Regions from separate parts of the Mus musculus genome. Here all the other regions are linked to region 1. Evidence: chromatin contacts called from public Hi-C, HiChIP or PLAC-seq, Micro-C and promoter capture Hi-C data. All regions are on one chromosome and are shown on one strand. The core of a region is the stretch at or near the end of the contact, and the rest is flanking DNA. Distances in the headings are between cores, read along the strand shown. Region 1 holds the start of Unc5b (unc-5 netrin receptor B). Region 2 holds the start of Ppa1 (pyrophosphatase (inorganic) 1). Region 3 holds the start of Eif4ebp2 (eukaryotic translation initiation factor 4E binding protein 2). Region 4 holds the start of Pald1 (phosphatase domain containing, paladin 1). Region 5 holds the start of Psap (prosaposin).

Region 1 (2,750 bases), core at 143-2,642:
GGGAGTCGATTCACCCTAACGGCAGTTCACCTGCTTGGGTACCAGAGAGGTTGGTGCGAGTGTCTACTTTTCCTTCCAAGGAAGACGCAGCCCACTTTGCAACGCCCAGCCGAGCTACTACAGAGCCAGCAAGACACTTCCATCTTCGCGATGAGAGGAGAATCGGGGACTTTATAAACTTAGGAGTCCACCAAACCCTCTTAAGAGCATCTTTACTGGGTCCAGGTGCAGTGCAGAGGCGAGCTCACCTGGACACTGAGAATACCAATAACCTATTGAAAATAGGCAAAGTCGAAAGGAGATACATTACGCCCCTCCACTCTCTGCCAACACTCACCCCCAAACAATCCACCAACCACGAAACCTTTTCATACCCGCCCGCGCCGCACCTCCGGAGATCACGGTGTACAGGAGTCGGCCCCTCCCCCTTCAGTAGCTTAAAGCCTTCGGGCCTCGGCTCCCCAAAGGCCGAGAAGAAGCGCTTCCAGGGTTCCGCAGTATCCTGCTCTCTGTCCGCGACCCTCAGAATGCTGCGCGTGCAGCCCGCGGGAGCCTGTACTCAGACCTAAGTTGCAGGCGAACCGCAGAGAACACACACCTGGCCCTGGCAGTGACAGTTTTTCCGTGATAGTCAGGGGTCACTTGGAAGTGAATCAGACCCCATTCCACGGGAAGCAACTATCCCTTGGAGGCAGGAGCAGGGAGCTTCGAGCTTACGTGGCACCCCAGGTGGCCACGCGTCGCCCCCTCTCCCGAGCACCGAAGCTGCCTTTTAACTTGGACGCGTCCACGGCGTTCTCGGAGCGCAGTGACTCCGCCAAGAACCACCCGAACTTGCAGTTGGACGCTGAGACGCGCCAGGACCGCATCCCTGTGTTCCACTCCCTCTCGCACCTACCTGCTAGGCTCGGTGTCGGATCCCAGCAAAGCAGCAGCGCCAGCAGCAGCGCGCTCCGCACCCCGCTCCGGGCCCTCATGCTCCTGTCCCCCGGCCCGGGCGCCTCTCCCTCGGGGTTCTTTCCCGGTCCCCAGCCTCGCCGCCTTCGCCTTCGCCGCCGCCTCGCCGTTCTCGCAGGCGCCCGGCAGCGCCAGCCCGTGCCCTCCGTAGGCGCAGAGGCAACCGCGCAGCGCCGGGAGGCCGCCCGGCGACTAGGAGCGCTCCGGGAGTCGGACGCCGCTGGGGATCCCGGCTCTGGTGCGCCCTTTCCGCGCTCTCCCGCTGCGAGCGCCGTCCGCGCCCTGCTCCGAAGTTGTGCGATCCCAGTGGAGTGCGCTCAGCGGCGCTCGTAGCGGCCGCGCCGCGAAGTCTGTCCGAGTGGGGTGTGTGCTTCCCTCTGCGCCCTGCCGCTCCCCGCGGCTCCGCGCCCTCGCCCGCCCTGCCGCCGGCCACAATGCCCAGCGCCGCCGCGCGCTCGCCCTAGAGTCAGCGGGCCGGGGCGGGGCCTCACGCGATAGAAGGCGGGGCCTGGAGGACGGGGGCGGAGCCACGGGGCCCAGCGAGGGGGGGTACCCTACCGCTGTGTAGGCGCGGCCGAGTTGGGGCCTTATCAGAGGGGATCCTTGAAGAACGCAGGATCCAAAGCACCGGAAAACCGGTCCGCTGAAAGCGGCGGAGTCTACCGGATTTTCTTTCCAAAAATAAAGGAAATAAACATTCGTACACTTCTTAGCTTGGGTGTGAATCAGCTTTCGCTTTTGATTCGGTCTCAAAAGGGGATGGGGGTGTTTAAGAAAAAATGTCAAACACTCAAGTCCTGGTGGAGCGGGGGATGTAGTTGGGGAGTTCCAGCTGTGGATATTTGGGCATGAGTTAGGATCGTGATTGGTTCTGTTTTTCTCCTCGACCCAGGACAGAACTCTTTACGTGGGATCCGGAAGGATGGCTCATCCTAGGATATGGTGAACCAGTCCAATTGAATAAAAGGACGTGTGTGGGGAGGGAACCTGCTGCTGTGTTTTGCTCCGAGCACAAACTTGGTTCTGGTTCTGCTCCTTAAGCGCGTGACCTTGAAGGAGCTGCTTAGCTGTCTCCATCACTGTCACCTGTGAAATGGGGAAGAATGATGTTAGCTGTCTCATAAGGGGTTGAGGAGCAGAATGTGGGAAATAGGTAGAAAGTGGGGGCACAAATGGTGGCATCCCTTCCCAAGGTTCTTGAAGGAAGTCCTTGTCACCCAGAGGTGGGCCCATAAGCTTACGTGACCAGAGGAGACTTGGGAGATGTCTGTGCATCCGCTCACAGGAAGCTCACAGCACTTCCATGTGGGAGCCCACTAACGGGCTAATTCCATAATGCTATAAAGAAGCAGCCCCTACCCCTTATCTGCTGACCTCCTAAGCTTTTCCTCTTTGCAGATCTGGATCAGCCCTCTTCTTCAGGAAGAGAGCAGCCTAGCCAGGTTCTGAAGTCGGGTAGGAGGGTAGAAGGGTGGGAGGGTGGGAGGTATCCAAAAGAACCTAGTATTCCCAAGTTTTTCCTAGATTGGAGAAGAAAGGTTTGGGAGCCATAGTTGCTGACTAAGAGGTTGGTGGTGTGAGGGCAGAGAAGCAAGAAGATCCATGCTAGCTGTGTTTGGGGGAGAGGGAGGCAATGAAAGCGGGATTTCTCGACACCCCCTCTATCCCAACTCCACAAAATGAAGACTGGAGATCTATAGAAGGCTGTGGCTATAGGTGACGCCCCACATCATGGCTGGCCACCCAGGCCCAGTAGGGTGAATCCGGGTGGAGTGAACGCCCAAGGCAGGACT
Region 2 (2,750 bases), core at 67-2,566, 820 kb after region 1:
TTATTTATTTATTTTTGAGGCGGGAGTCTCATGTAGTCCAGACTGGCCAAGGATGACCTTGAATTCATGATCTTCCTACTTTTGCTTCTCAAGTGCTGCAGCTACAGGTATACACCACCGTGCCAATTTAGAAATTAACTTTCTTAGGCTTCCACTTAATACGTGGTTTATGCATTCCATTTATATATTAGAGATTGTTTTGAAAATAGTTGAAAGGAAACTGTCTTTGAGATAAATAGTTAAGAAATATTTTAGAAAGATATTCTGTCTATCATAATTTAAAATTTGCTTTTTAAAAAAATGTGGATAATTTCCTGGGTTAGATTTGTCTTATTTTTAAGATAGTCTCATACTGTAGCATGGGGTGGCTCAGAACTCACTACGTAGCTCAGGTTGGTCTCAGAAAGTCAGCGTCCTGAGGTCTGGGGCTACAGGTGTGAGACGCTATATGTGGCTTATAATTAGAGTTGTGATACACAAAGACAGACAGACACACACACACAACCTTATAGGACTGTGAAAGTTCCCAACGTCCACAGCACACTCTGAGGGATACAGCCTGGACTTCAATGGGTGGTGCAATAGAACTAGGAAAACAAGCTCCGAGAAGCTACTCCTGAGAAACGTCCTCAAGGGGTTCTGTGCACACTCCTGGGTCTTCCCAGAGCTTCAATTTCAAGTCCCAGTGGATCTGGAGTGGGGAGAGAAATCTGCGGTATCTGGGGAGTTCAGGAGTAATCAGCTTGAGTCTGGTCCAAGCAGAACCCACCCAACAATTCAGATGAGAAACTGAATCAGGGAGATTAGTAAAAGCAAATTTGTCCATTGCCTACCACTTGGGAAAACATTAGTCACAGCCTATAGTTTTCAGAGCCCAGTCAGCCAAACTCTCAACTTTAATGAAGATGGCCCTGGGCCGGGGGTGGGGGGCTGGTAGCACACTCCCAGCTTCTGGGAGGCAGATGAAGATCTATGAGAAACCCAAACAAGAAAAGACAAGACTGCCTGGGGAACAGGTGGCTTATCAAGGCCTTCCGAGATAAGGAACTGCTCTGCAGGACCTGAGAGAGAGAAATCAAAGGTGAGCGACCCGCAAGCCTCAGGAGAGTAACCAGCGTTCTGTCCCAGCGGAGCCGCCAACCCGCAGTCCGCTTCCAGAGGGCAGCCGGCGCCTGCCACGTGGCCCAGGTTGCGAACCGGGGGCGGGGCGTGAGGAGGCGCGTCGCGCAGAGTGCGCCTGCGCGGGTGGGCGGGGCGGGGCAGGGTACAAGGCGAGCCCCACGCATTAAAGGCACGGCGCCGGCGACCGGCGGGCCAGCTCGTGGTACGCAGGCGCGGGCTTTCTCCTCCGTACAGCGGCTCCGGGTCTGGGCTGTGTGGTTGTGTGGCTGTGCAGCGGCGGCGGCGGTGCATCTCCGACACCATGAGCGGCTTCAGCAGCGAGGAGCGCGCCGCGCCCTTCACCCTCGAGTACCGCGTCTTCCTCAGTGAGTGGCGTGAGGCCGAGGGCCGGGTCGCCCATTCATTCCAGAACGAGCGGGCGGGCGGGCGGACGCGTCCCCTTCCCTCTGGCGGGCGGCGGGACCAGCGAGGGCCGCCATCCCAGTGCCCACCGCGAGCGCTCCCTCCACACATTCGAACTTGGGCCACATGGGGAAAGGAAACCACTGAGTCACCCTTAGAAGGTGCCCGGAGGTGATACCGACCGCCTAAGAGGATTGTCCTCAGGATCGCCGGCTGGAGGACAGAGATTTCCTCAAGACCTTAATTCGGTGCCGAACAGGATCGAGTCCTCCCCGGTGTTGTAAGAGATGGGAAACTGAGGCCCAGGTCTTCCCGGCACTAGCCTTATTGTGGTGAGGCTTCTCTGAAGCCCTGATGGCCGGGAGTGCTTCTAGGAAACCGAAAGCTTTGCCTCCCTAGACAGACAGGTGACGTCTAGCTAAGGACCTGGTGGGAGAACAGCCAGGTTCTTAACCCTGGTGCCGGAACCCACTAGTTACCCCCGCATCCAACCCCTGCCCTGCACTCAGAAAGGCGGAGTCGATCGGCCTTCCACGTGTGTCACCTTTTCCTGATAGGTGCTTGCAAGCTACCTGGGTTTCTCCTGGAAGCCCTTAGCTTGTAGGTATATACATACATTCATGGTGCTAACAGAGGTTTGCGATGCTGTTAGCAAAGGCCCTTCCAGTTTGTAACCTCTTTGTGTTTATTTAGAAGGGATGGGCAGCAATCTCAGGACAGGGCAAACAGACATTCCTGAAAGAATGAACAGAGAGTGCCTAGCAGAAACTTCGCCATGGAAATAGTGTTGGCTTCAGGTTTTTCAGTGTCCTTTAAAGTGACCCTTTGGGTCACTGGGAATTGTCTTCAAGCTATATGTGCAGAATAAACACACTGCTTTTAATGTATTTAATGTATTGGTGGTAAGTATTTGATGGTTGTGGGTAGAGAGCAAAGCCACTCCTTGACTTTGGATTAGGCTGAAGTCTATCAAATGGGCTCTCTGGAACTTAAGAAACACTAAATTTAGTACCACTATGTAATTTAACTAGTTCTCGCTCTTTGCACTTTTTAAAAAGGATAAATTTCTGAGTATTTTTTCCACTTTTTTTTTTTTTTTTTTTTTTTGAGGGTGGTGGTGGGTGAGGCCATAGTGTTTTCCCGTTTAGCTCAGCTTGGTTTTAAACTTGAGATCTCCTGCTTCAACCTCCCAAGTACTAGGATATAGATAGGTTCAGGCATCACAC
Region 3 (2,750 bases), core at 111-2,610, 620 kb after region 1:
CTGCCTCCCAAGTGCTGGGATTAAAGGTGTGTGCCACCACTGCCTGGCCTTGGAACTCATTATATTGCCAGGGCTAGCCTTAAACTGCCATTCTCCTACCCCGTCTTTCTGGAGTAGTAGGGTCACAGCCCTAACTACCACACACAGCCTTCTGGACTGCTGTCTCTTGGTGTTGGCAAGGTCCCCTTACTCTGTGCCTTCCAATTGCACAAGATTCCAGGATGGCCAGGCCCACTTTTAAGTGATTGGTTAGGAGTCCTGTCTCATGATCAGCGATCTATAGACTGTAAGGGCTGCTAACCAAATCTTCACCCTCTAGCTGAAGCCCAGCCCCCGGGGTCACCAAAAGAAGGCAAAGTTCTGAGATTAGGGACAGAAAGCCAGTTCCCTTCATGAAGGCACCGGAAGAACCCCTTCCAGGCTCCTCCCTCTTAGAGAACAGCCCAGAAAAGAGACAAACAACCTTTGCGCTTCCTCCTCTCGTGACCAATTCAACATACTTTATTTACCTCTTCTCCAGTGATAGTAAACGGATCCCGGCCATCTTTTGAAAAGCAACTTCAGGAACCTCCCTTTGCATCGCTTTTTTCTACAAGCCCTTTCCCTAGGATCAAGCAACCTAACCCGACTAGTGTGTGCTGTTTGACAAAGCACCTTTAAAACCGCTCTTCGAAAGCCCTGATCTGAAACCTGACAGCGCCTCTACCAAAGCCAACAACTTCTTGGATACCAAAGGAGCTATTTTACACGTCCCACTTGTGGGAGCTGGGGCTCCCCCAACCTTTGATGACTCCTCTAACAAAGTAAACAATGCTGTCAAAGGAGGCTAACACTGGGCGAGGCATGCAGAGTGCATGCCAGCCTCGTCTCGGAACTCTCGGCGCAGCCAGACCAGTCATCTTAGGCTTCCGCGCCAGGTCCGTCTCCCCGACTTCCCTCTCCCCAAAGCCCGTAGGACAGCTCCAGAGGCAAGCCCCGCTGCGCAGAATGCACGGTCTGCAGCACACCGTACGGGCAGCGGGGAGGAAGCTGTTGGTCGAGCATGCAGTGCCACGCGCCAGCCGTGATGGCGGGCAGGCCGGGCGCGGCTCACCTCCCGGCGTTGTGGAGAACAGCGTCCCCCCGGGCGTGGTGCAGTAGTCCTGAGGTAGCTGCGCGGCGTCGCTGATAGCCACGGTGCGCGTGGGGATGGCGCGGCTCTGGCTGGGCTGGTGGCTACCACCGGCCGACGCGGACATGGCTCCGACGCGGGCTCGAGGCTTTGTGCAGCAGCGGCGGCGGCGGCGGCGGCGGCGGCGGCGGGGCCGGGCGGCTCTGGCTCCTCACGCTCGGCTCTCAACTCGCCTGCTCTCGCCCGGTCGTCCCGCTGCGATACCGCTCCCGCTGCCGCCGCCGCCGCCGCCGCCCGGTCCTCCGGCCTCCGCCTGCAGCCTCAGCAGCAGCAGGAGCAGCAGCGGCAGCAGCGGCAACGATGACTACCGGAAGCGGTCGAAGGCGGGAGCAAGGGGTAGTAGAGGGAGGGACAATATGGAAGCCGGACGTGACGTTGGAGGGCGTGTCTGAGGCGAGTGGGCGGGTAGCTGGGGGCGTGACTGAGGCAGCCGAAGGCTAGAGGCAGAGGGTGAACCCGGAAATCCGGGAAAAAGGAAGTGTTGAAGGGTGGAGCCTTAGGGTGGGCGGGACTTTGAGGGGCGGGGCTGAGTTCAGAGGAACATAATAGACTCCCAGTGAAGCTGAGTGTAGGTGATTAAGGCACGCGGGAGGGGGGGGAAGCGGGGTGTGTGTGTGTGTGTGTGTGTGTGTGTGTGTGTGTGTGTGTGTGTGTGTGTGTGTGTGTGTGTGTGTGTGTGTGTGTGTGTGTGTGTGTGTGTGTGTGTGTGTGTGTGTGTGTGTGTGTGTGTGTGTGTGTGTGTGTGTGTGTAATTGTTTGTGGTGTGTAAGTGTGGACTAACAGTACTTTCTTAGGGCTTACTTCATATTCCCATCTATATCTAACCATTAAAAGTATAACTCGGGCTGGAGGGATGGCTCAGTGGTTAAGAGCACTGTCTTCTAGAGATCCTGAGTTCAAATCAGCAACCACATGGTGGCTCACAACTATCTGTAATGGGATCCGATGCCCTCTTCTGATGTGTCTGAAGACAGCTACAGCGTACTCATATACATAAAATAAATAAATAAATCTTTTTAAAAAATTATAACTCTGGGAGCCCACAAGATGGCTCAGCAGGTAAAGAAAGGCATTTGTCACCAAGCCTGCAGACCTGAGTTCCACCACCCAGAAGCCACAAGGTGAAAGGGGAGACCGACTCTCCCAAGTTATCCTCTGACTTCTCCACTAGTCCATGAGCACCCATCTGCCTGCCCATAAATAAATAAATGTAATCAAAGTTTTTGTTTGTTTGTTTGTTTGTTTGTTTCGTTGGTTGGTTTTTCGAGACAGGGTTTCTCTGTATATCCTGGCTGTCCTGGAGCTCACTTTGTAGACCAGGCTAGCCTCGAACTCAGAAATCCACCTGCTTCTGCCTCCTGAGTGCTGGGATTAAAGTCGTGCACCACCACACCCAGCTAATCAAAGTTATTTTAAGAAGTATAATTTTAATTGCTCATTATTAAAGGAAAGCAATGCGTACACGATGAACTAAGGGTTTAACCATCAATGACTCTGAGGAAGGGCTCAGTAGTTAAGAGCGCTTGTTGCTGTTGCAGAGCACCGAGAGGACCAGAGTTTAGTACCTAGCACACTTGTA
Region 4 (2,750 bases), core at 77-2,576, 550 kb after region 1:
CCTTGCCAGCCATCCTACGCTTGTTGCCCCCATCCCATCCCCCCACCCCCGCCCCCGCCCCAGCACCACCGCCGCACAAGGCGAGGTGCAAAGCGGTCCTGATTAGTAATGCTAATGAGGAGGGTGGGGTTGCCTGCACCAGGACATTTAAACACATCTATCAGCAAAGTCACAGGACACCCAGCGAGAGTACCCTCGCTGCGCCGGTGTTTTGCAATTCCCTTGAGGAACCTCCTGGCATTTTCTTCTAGGGCTACCAGCCCAGGGCTGGTATCAAACTCCCTATCAGAGAACTGGCCAAGTGTTTCTCTCTTGTCTTCCCTTGCAGGACAGAGCCACAACAGGACAGAGCCCTTCCAAGTCCTCCCACCTCCCACACTGTCTGTGCATGGCCCGGAGCCCACAGCCACAGGTGCTCTGTCACTGGCTGTGGGCAGACAAGGACCGGCCCATACTCTCTGGCTGGAAGACCAGAGATGCCTCAAGCTCACCCCGGGCCAGGCTTTTGTGGAGTCTGATTTACAAAACAAGGGCAGCTTGGCCACTACAAGGAACTGGGACAGTCAGTGTCCCAAACACTACCTTTCTATTAAGTCCATGTCTTTTGGGGGGAGGGGGGTGTCATGCTCAGGCACATGAATGTACTCACGCTCCACGCACACCCTCGCTCACACCAAGGAAACCCCACCTCAAAAGAGACCAAACCGAGCGGCGAATCAAAGCCAGTGCCTGCCAGGCCCCTCAGTTTGCTCCCTTGCCCCTGGGCCTCAAGGGTCCTGCAGATAAGTCTGGGGACCCCATGCCGGGGTCACAACGCGGCTATCTTTCCTAACTTCTTCGGAAGCCCAGCCCAGCTGGCCCGGAGGGCTCCCAGGCCAAGAAGTGCGGGTGTCGCCACTCCATGTTGTCCCTCACTCCGAGGGAAGCCAGAGTACAGGAGATGAGTCCGGGATCGACCTGCGCACAACCCGGGAGCAGCTCCAGCTTTGAGAAAGCATGGTGGCGCCGACCTGGGGCAGGCCTGGGTGGCTCGGACGCCTCCGCCCCAAACCGAGGGACCCCGATCCTCCCTCGGCGCGGCCCACGCGTGCTTACCTGGCAGCCGCAGCTCCGGGAGAGCGTCGCGCTATGCGGCCGGGGACTGCCGGCGCCGAGGCGGGCTTCGGGCACTACCCGCGCGGGCTCCAGATGACTCCGCCCACCCTCCCAGCCCATCCGGGGGCGGAGGCAGCTCCTGCTGTGTCCAGGCGGCGCAGACCCGGCCAGCCCGGGGCCACCGAGGCCAGGATCACCCCCAGAACCCCGCCTCGAGTCCGGATCCCCCCTCCCACGCCTGGGAGGGCGCGGTCACAGCTTCGGCCTCCGCCCACAAGGAGGGGGTGCGGACTTAAAGATACACTCACCCCACCACGGTCGGATAGGCACAACTCCCCTCCCCCCTCTTTCAATCCAGCCGGTTCCGGGCCAGCATCCTCCGTCTGCTCGCCCTACGCCTGGAGGAAAACCCTAGGGTAGAGGGAACCTGCGGGAGAAGCAAGTTCCTCTTTCCTTGTCTGGTCGGTTCCTTCTGGAAGATACCCAAGGCCGGCTTCCAATCTCCATGGCTGGAGAAAAATGCTTAGGCTGGTGGCGCCACACCCCCTCCCCTACTCCAGGGCCCCTGTTATGTCTGTAGCCCCGGGCTTCCCCTTTCTGCTTCTCCTGGACCCCAGAATCAGCATTTCTCCTGTGCCACTTGAGCTCCGTAGGGAAGGTCTGACGCCTCTCCGAATAGACGTCGAAGGATGAAGCCCTAAAAGAGCAGGTGGTCACCTTGACCGCTGGCTTAGGAAAATTGCAGCTCCCAGTCTTTGGAAGAAGAGCAGCCCCACTACCCCTACCCAACGCATCCAAGTGGTGGTGGGCTCTGGGGCTCTGGTACCTGACCCTTGACCTTGGATCACCCATGGGCACTTACTCACCCCTGCTTAGGTCTCAGGAAAGCCTCTTTGATGTATGGAATGAGGTCTCTCTCTGTCTCTCTCTCTGTCTCTGTCTCTCTCTGTCTCTCTCTCCCTACACTGAGGAATATTTCCTTCCTGCCTCTACCTGCCTTGGCCCCAGTCAGAGCTAGAGGGTCCTTGGCACGCTCTGCAGGGAGTTGTGACCAGGATGAAGACTTTGCAGGCCTGGCCTTTAGCCAAAATCAAGCTAGGGAACTTGAACTATGCAGAAGGAGGGCCTTGCAACCCTAAAAGGACTCATTAAGGGTGGTCTGGCCAGATACCCAGCATGTCTGCAGCGGTATCTCATCTGTGTAATCTTAGCAGGTACCTATGTACCTATCATTGTTCACACACACACATACACACACGGTCTCATATATCCCAAGTTGATTTTGTTCAATATTTAGTTAAAAATAACCTAGAAATTCTAAATCCTTCCTCCTGAATGCTGGGATTATAGGCACGGTCCCTCATTCTGGCTTATGCAGTGCTGGGTGTTGAAATCAAGTATTCTTGTGTATGCTGGGCATGCAAACACTCTAGCATATCCCTAGCCCTCGCTATTCCTATTTTAATACATGGGGAAACTGAGGCCCCAGGACTACCTGCCCTCTATGTCAGACTCCCTTCTGCCCATCCTAGGTGTGTGAGGAAGAAAGAGAAAGCCCAGAGGGTTGCTTAAGGACCATGGCCATCTTGGCTCCAGCCACACTTCACTCAGATTGGCCTACAGTTCCTTAACTGGGCTGTGTGACCCCCACCTTC
Region 5 (2,750 bases), core at 161-2,660, 550 kb before region 1:
TCTGCAGTTCCCAAGATCACAAATAAAGGCGTCTCTCGTTTGCCGTTTTCTGAGTTTGTATTGATTGACAACTGCAGAATGGCAGCCTGTGAATTTGAATCCTGAGTGTAAAGATGTAGGCAAATCTGTAACCTGTTTGTGCTTGAGTCTCATCTGTTAGCACGGCACGAATCACAATAAATGGGGGCTGGAGATGCCACTCAGTTGGTAGAGTCATTGCCCGACATGAGTTGAAGGCCTGGGTTTGGTTCCTAGAACCAAACAGAACATGTATGGTAGCACAGGCAGGCAGATCAGGATTTGGAAGTGACTGAAGTTCGAGGACTGCCTGAGATACACGAATCCTCAGCTGCACAGCCAGTTGTCAGCCTCTTTGGGCTACAGGAAACCCTGTCTTAAAAAACTAACCACTAGCCGGGCGTGGTGGCCCACGCCTTTAATCCCAGCAGGCAGACAGATTTCTGAGTTCGAGGCCAGCCTAGTCTACAAAGTGAGTTCCAGGACAGCCAGGGCTATACAGAGAAACCCTGTCTCGAAAAACCAAAACAAACAAACAAACAAACGAACAAAAAAACTAACCAAAAAAACTAATCACCGCCAGGCGTGGTGGCACACACCTTTAATCCCAGCAGCACTCGGGAGGCAGAATCAGGCAGATTTCTGAGTTCGAGACCAGCCTGGTCTACAAAGTGAGTTCCAGGACAGCCAGGGCTACACAGAGAAACCCTGTCTCGAAAAACCAAAAACCAAACCAAACCAAACCAACCAACCAACCAAACAAAAAACCCCTAACTACCACTGTACAAGGGTCAGGCAGAAGAATTACATGTTCAGAGACTTTCTGGGGAATTTGGTGACACCCTCTTTCAAAAATAAAGTAAGGAGTGAGCTGGGAGGGTGGGGGGAATGGTGGTGTGCAGCTTGGAGGTACAACACTTGATATCAAGTATAATGCCTTGGGTTCAATACCGGCGACTGCAAACAAAAATCCCTGCTCCCGCCCCCCAACCCCCAACCATTCTCCAAGGGGTTGAGGCAGAAGGTTGAGAGTTCCAGGTCTGCTGCGACACTGAATTGTCGACCAGCAAGGCCATAGTGACTCGGCATCTCAAAAACAAATAGTAATACTTAAAAGATGCTGGGGCTCAGGGGTGGGGTGGGGTGGGGGAGCACAAGATGCAGTTCAGGGCTTGGTACCAGCCCTGGGCTGGATTCCTCACATTGCAAAGGTAAAGAGAGGCGTTAGATACCGTTCGGCGCCTGACCTTGATTTAATCACCAGATATGGTTTTCTTTTATTACCACCACCCGCGCCTTCCCGCCACCTTCCCTGGGCGTTTTCAGCCTGCTCCTCTTCGCACCCTCCCTCCCCGCAGGCGCGCTGCGCGACGCTGAGTCAAGCTGCGCCCAGTTTGGGCGGGGCCCGCGCCTGCGCACTGGCGTCTGCGGCGAGGTTGGGGGGTAGATTTATATTCGTCTGGTCAGCTGACGTTCTGCATTGCAGCCTGCGAAGTGAAGCGGCGCCATGTACGCCCTCGCCCTCTTCGCCAGCCTTCTGGCCACCGGTGAGCTTAGAAGGGTCCCCTGGTCTGGTAGAGAAGAACGCTATAGCGTCCCCTGGGTCCCGGGAACCGGGCAGTCCTGCGGTACCGGCCTCGCCCTCCGCTCGCTTCCCGGGGCGCGCTTAGGCAGGCCTCGCTGTGCGCAGGCGCAGATCGGGGCTGGTGGCGGAGGGGGACCTGTTCCAGATTCTCTGCACTGGGGGACCACTGGGAGGTGGGAGAGACGTCTTGTCCTGTGTGTGCAGGCCTTGTGCAAGGCCTTGCGGGTGACTGCGGTTCTCCCTGGGATGGAGGTTGGGAGAGGTCACTCGATGACCTCTTCCGTCGCTGTGTTGACTCTATCCTGGTGTAGGTGATAGACATGGCCTTGAAGCCCCATCCTGCAGGTCAGGTCGGCCCGTGACCTCTGTCCCAGACTGCACTCGTATGGGAGTTGCAGGAAGCGTCTTTGTGTCTGCCCCGGGCCGGGGGGTGATTTTTTTGGCTTCTGTGTGAACTCAGGAGCGTAGTAGGTCTTGGAGGGAATTGTGTAGTCCCGATTGCATTGGAACTCTTAATTTTTTTGTTTGATCTGGCAAAGCCATTGGCCAGCCTTTATTTTATAGCAAGTGTTTCTAAAATGATTTTTCTTAAAAGCACTGCAGGTTGGCAAGGCAGCGCCAGGGGACTCACACTTGGAAGGCATAGGTAGGAGGATTTTGAATTTGAGGTCAGCCTGTGCTACACAGAAAGCTCAAGGCTAGTCTGGACTGTGTATGAGATTTTTTTTTTTTTTTTTTTTGTGCAAGAAAAATGAAAAGAAACGCACTTGGTCCTGCTTGCTCTGTGTCATACATAACTCGTGAGTTCTGATTCACCCACACCACCAAAACCAGACTTCTTTTTCTCTCTCTCTGTAGTATGGGCCATTGAACTTGGATCGTAACACACGGTAAACGAACATCCTCTACTGAGTCACACTATACCCCTTACCTGTTTCCTTGGAAAAATTATTTCTAATACACATGTAGTTCATTTGACTGCCAGTCTAGTTAACTGGGTTCCTTCTTCCTTCTTAGGTAGATGGGAGGACCCTGATGGCCTTGGTCTAAAACTCCAGGCTCTGTGCCTCACGTCAAGGTCATACTGAAGAATGGTAGCTTGTCTTGACTGTCCACCATTGAGTTGTTGGTTGTCTATGATGACTGC

The links. Hi-C and Micro-C count contacts between places; a contact is called where the count stands out from the background. HiChIP or PLAC-seq counts read pairs in DNA pulled down with a chosen protein or histone mark. Capture Hi-C pulls out chosen DNA fragments and counts their contacts.
Region 2: a FOXA1 HiChIP or PLAC-seq map of pancreatic cancer cells shows a contact between it and region 1. The contact joins the promoter of Ppa1 here to the promoter of Unc5b in region 1. A contact is called at or near these places in 2 of 39 promoter capture datasets (liver and pre-B cells) and 2 of 115 datasets of contacts at active chromatin or transcription factors (cardiomyocytes and pancreatic cancer cells).
Region 3: a promoter capture Hi-C map of adipose tissue shows a contact between it and region 1. The contact joins the promoter of Eif4ebp2 here to the promoter of Unc5b in region 1. A contact is called at or near these places in 1 of 39 promoter capture datasets (liver) and 1 of 9 other capture datasets (adipose tissue).
Region 4: a contact with region 1 is called in a Micro-C map of embryonic stem cells, with 2.8 times the contacts expected there. The contact joins the promoter of Pald1 here to the promoter of Unc5b in region 1. A contact is called at or near these places in 2 of 39 promoter capture datasets (embryonic stem cells and liver), 1 of 15 datasets of contacts at CTCF or cohesin (the NIH/3T3 cell line), 2 of 484 Hi-C or Micro-C datasets (both in embryonic stem cells) and 3 of 115 datasets of contacts at active chromatin or transcription factors (embryonic stem cells and pancreatic cancer cells).
Region 5: a contact with region 1 is called in a Hi-C map of the N1E-115 cell line, with 3 times the contacts expected there. The contact joins the promoter of Psap here to the promoter of Unc5b in region 1. A contact is called at or near these places in 7 of 39 promoter capture datasets (the 3T3-L1 cell line, embryonic stem cells, liver and 2 more), 2 of 484 Hi-C or Micro-C datasets (the N1E-115 cell line and uterus), 5 of 115 datasets of contacts at active chromatin or transcription factors (the NIH/3T3 cell line, astrocytes, bone marrow-derived macrophages and 2 more) and 1 of 9 other capture datasets (adipose tissue).

What each region holds. Positions count from the first base shown.
Region 1 is chr10:60,830,189-60,832,938 of GRCm38.p6, forward strand. Unc5b (unc-5 netrin receptor B) reads right to left here and starts at 1,393. Exons shown (of 17, transcript NM_029770.3): 1 at 899-1,393. The coding sequence starts at 977.
Region 2 is chr10:61,647,305-61,650,054 of GRCm38.p6, forward strand. It overlaps Ppa1 (pyrophosphatase (inorganic) 1), which reads left to right and starts at 1,317. Exons shown (of 11, transcript NM_026438.4): 1 at 1,317-1,487. The coding sequence starts at 1,424.
Region 3 is chr10:61,451,309-61,454,058 of GRCm38.p6, forward strand. Eif4ebp2 (eukaryotic translation initiation factor 4E binding protein 2) reads right to left here and starts at 1,361. Exons shown (of 3, transcript NM_010124.2): 1 at 1,094-1,361. The coding sequence starts at 1,238.
Region 4 is chr10:61,382,197-61,384,946 of GRCm38.p6, forward strand. It overlaps Pald1 (phosphatase domain containing, paladin 1), which reads right to left and starts at 1,327. Exons shown (of 20, transcript NM_013753.2): 1 at 1,096-1,327.
Region 5 is chr10:60,276,218-60,278,967 of GRCm38.p6, forward strand. It overlaps Psap (prosaposin), which reads left to right and starts at 1,411. Exons shown (of 15, transcript NM_011179.3): 1 at 1,411-1,565. The coding sequence starts at 1,526.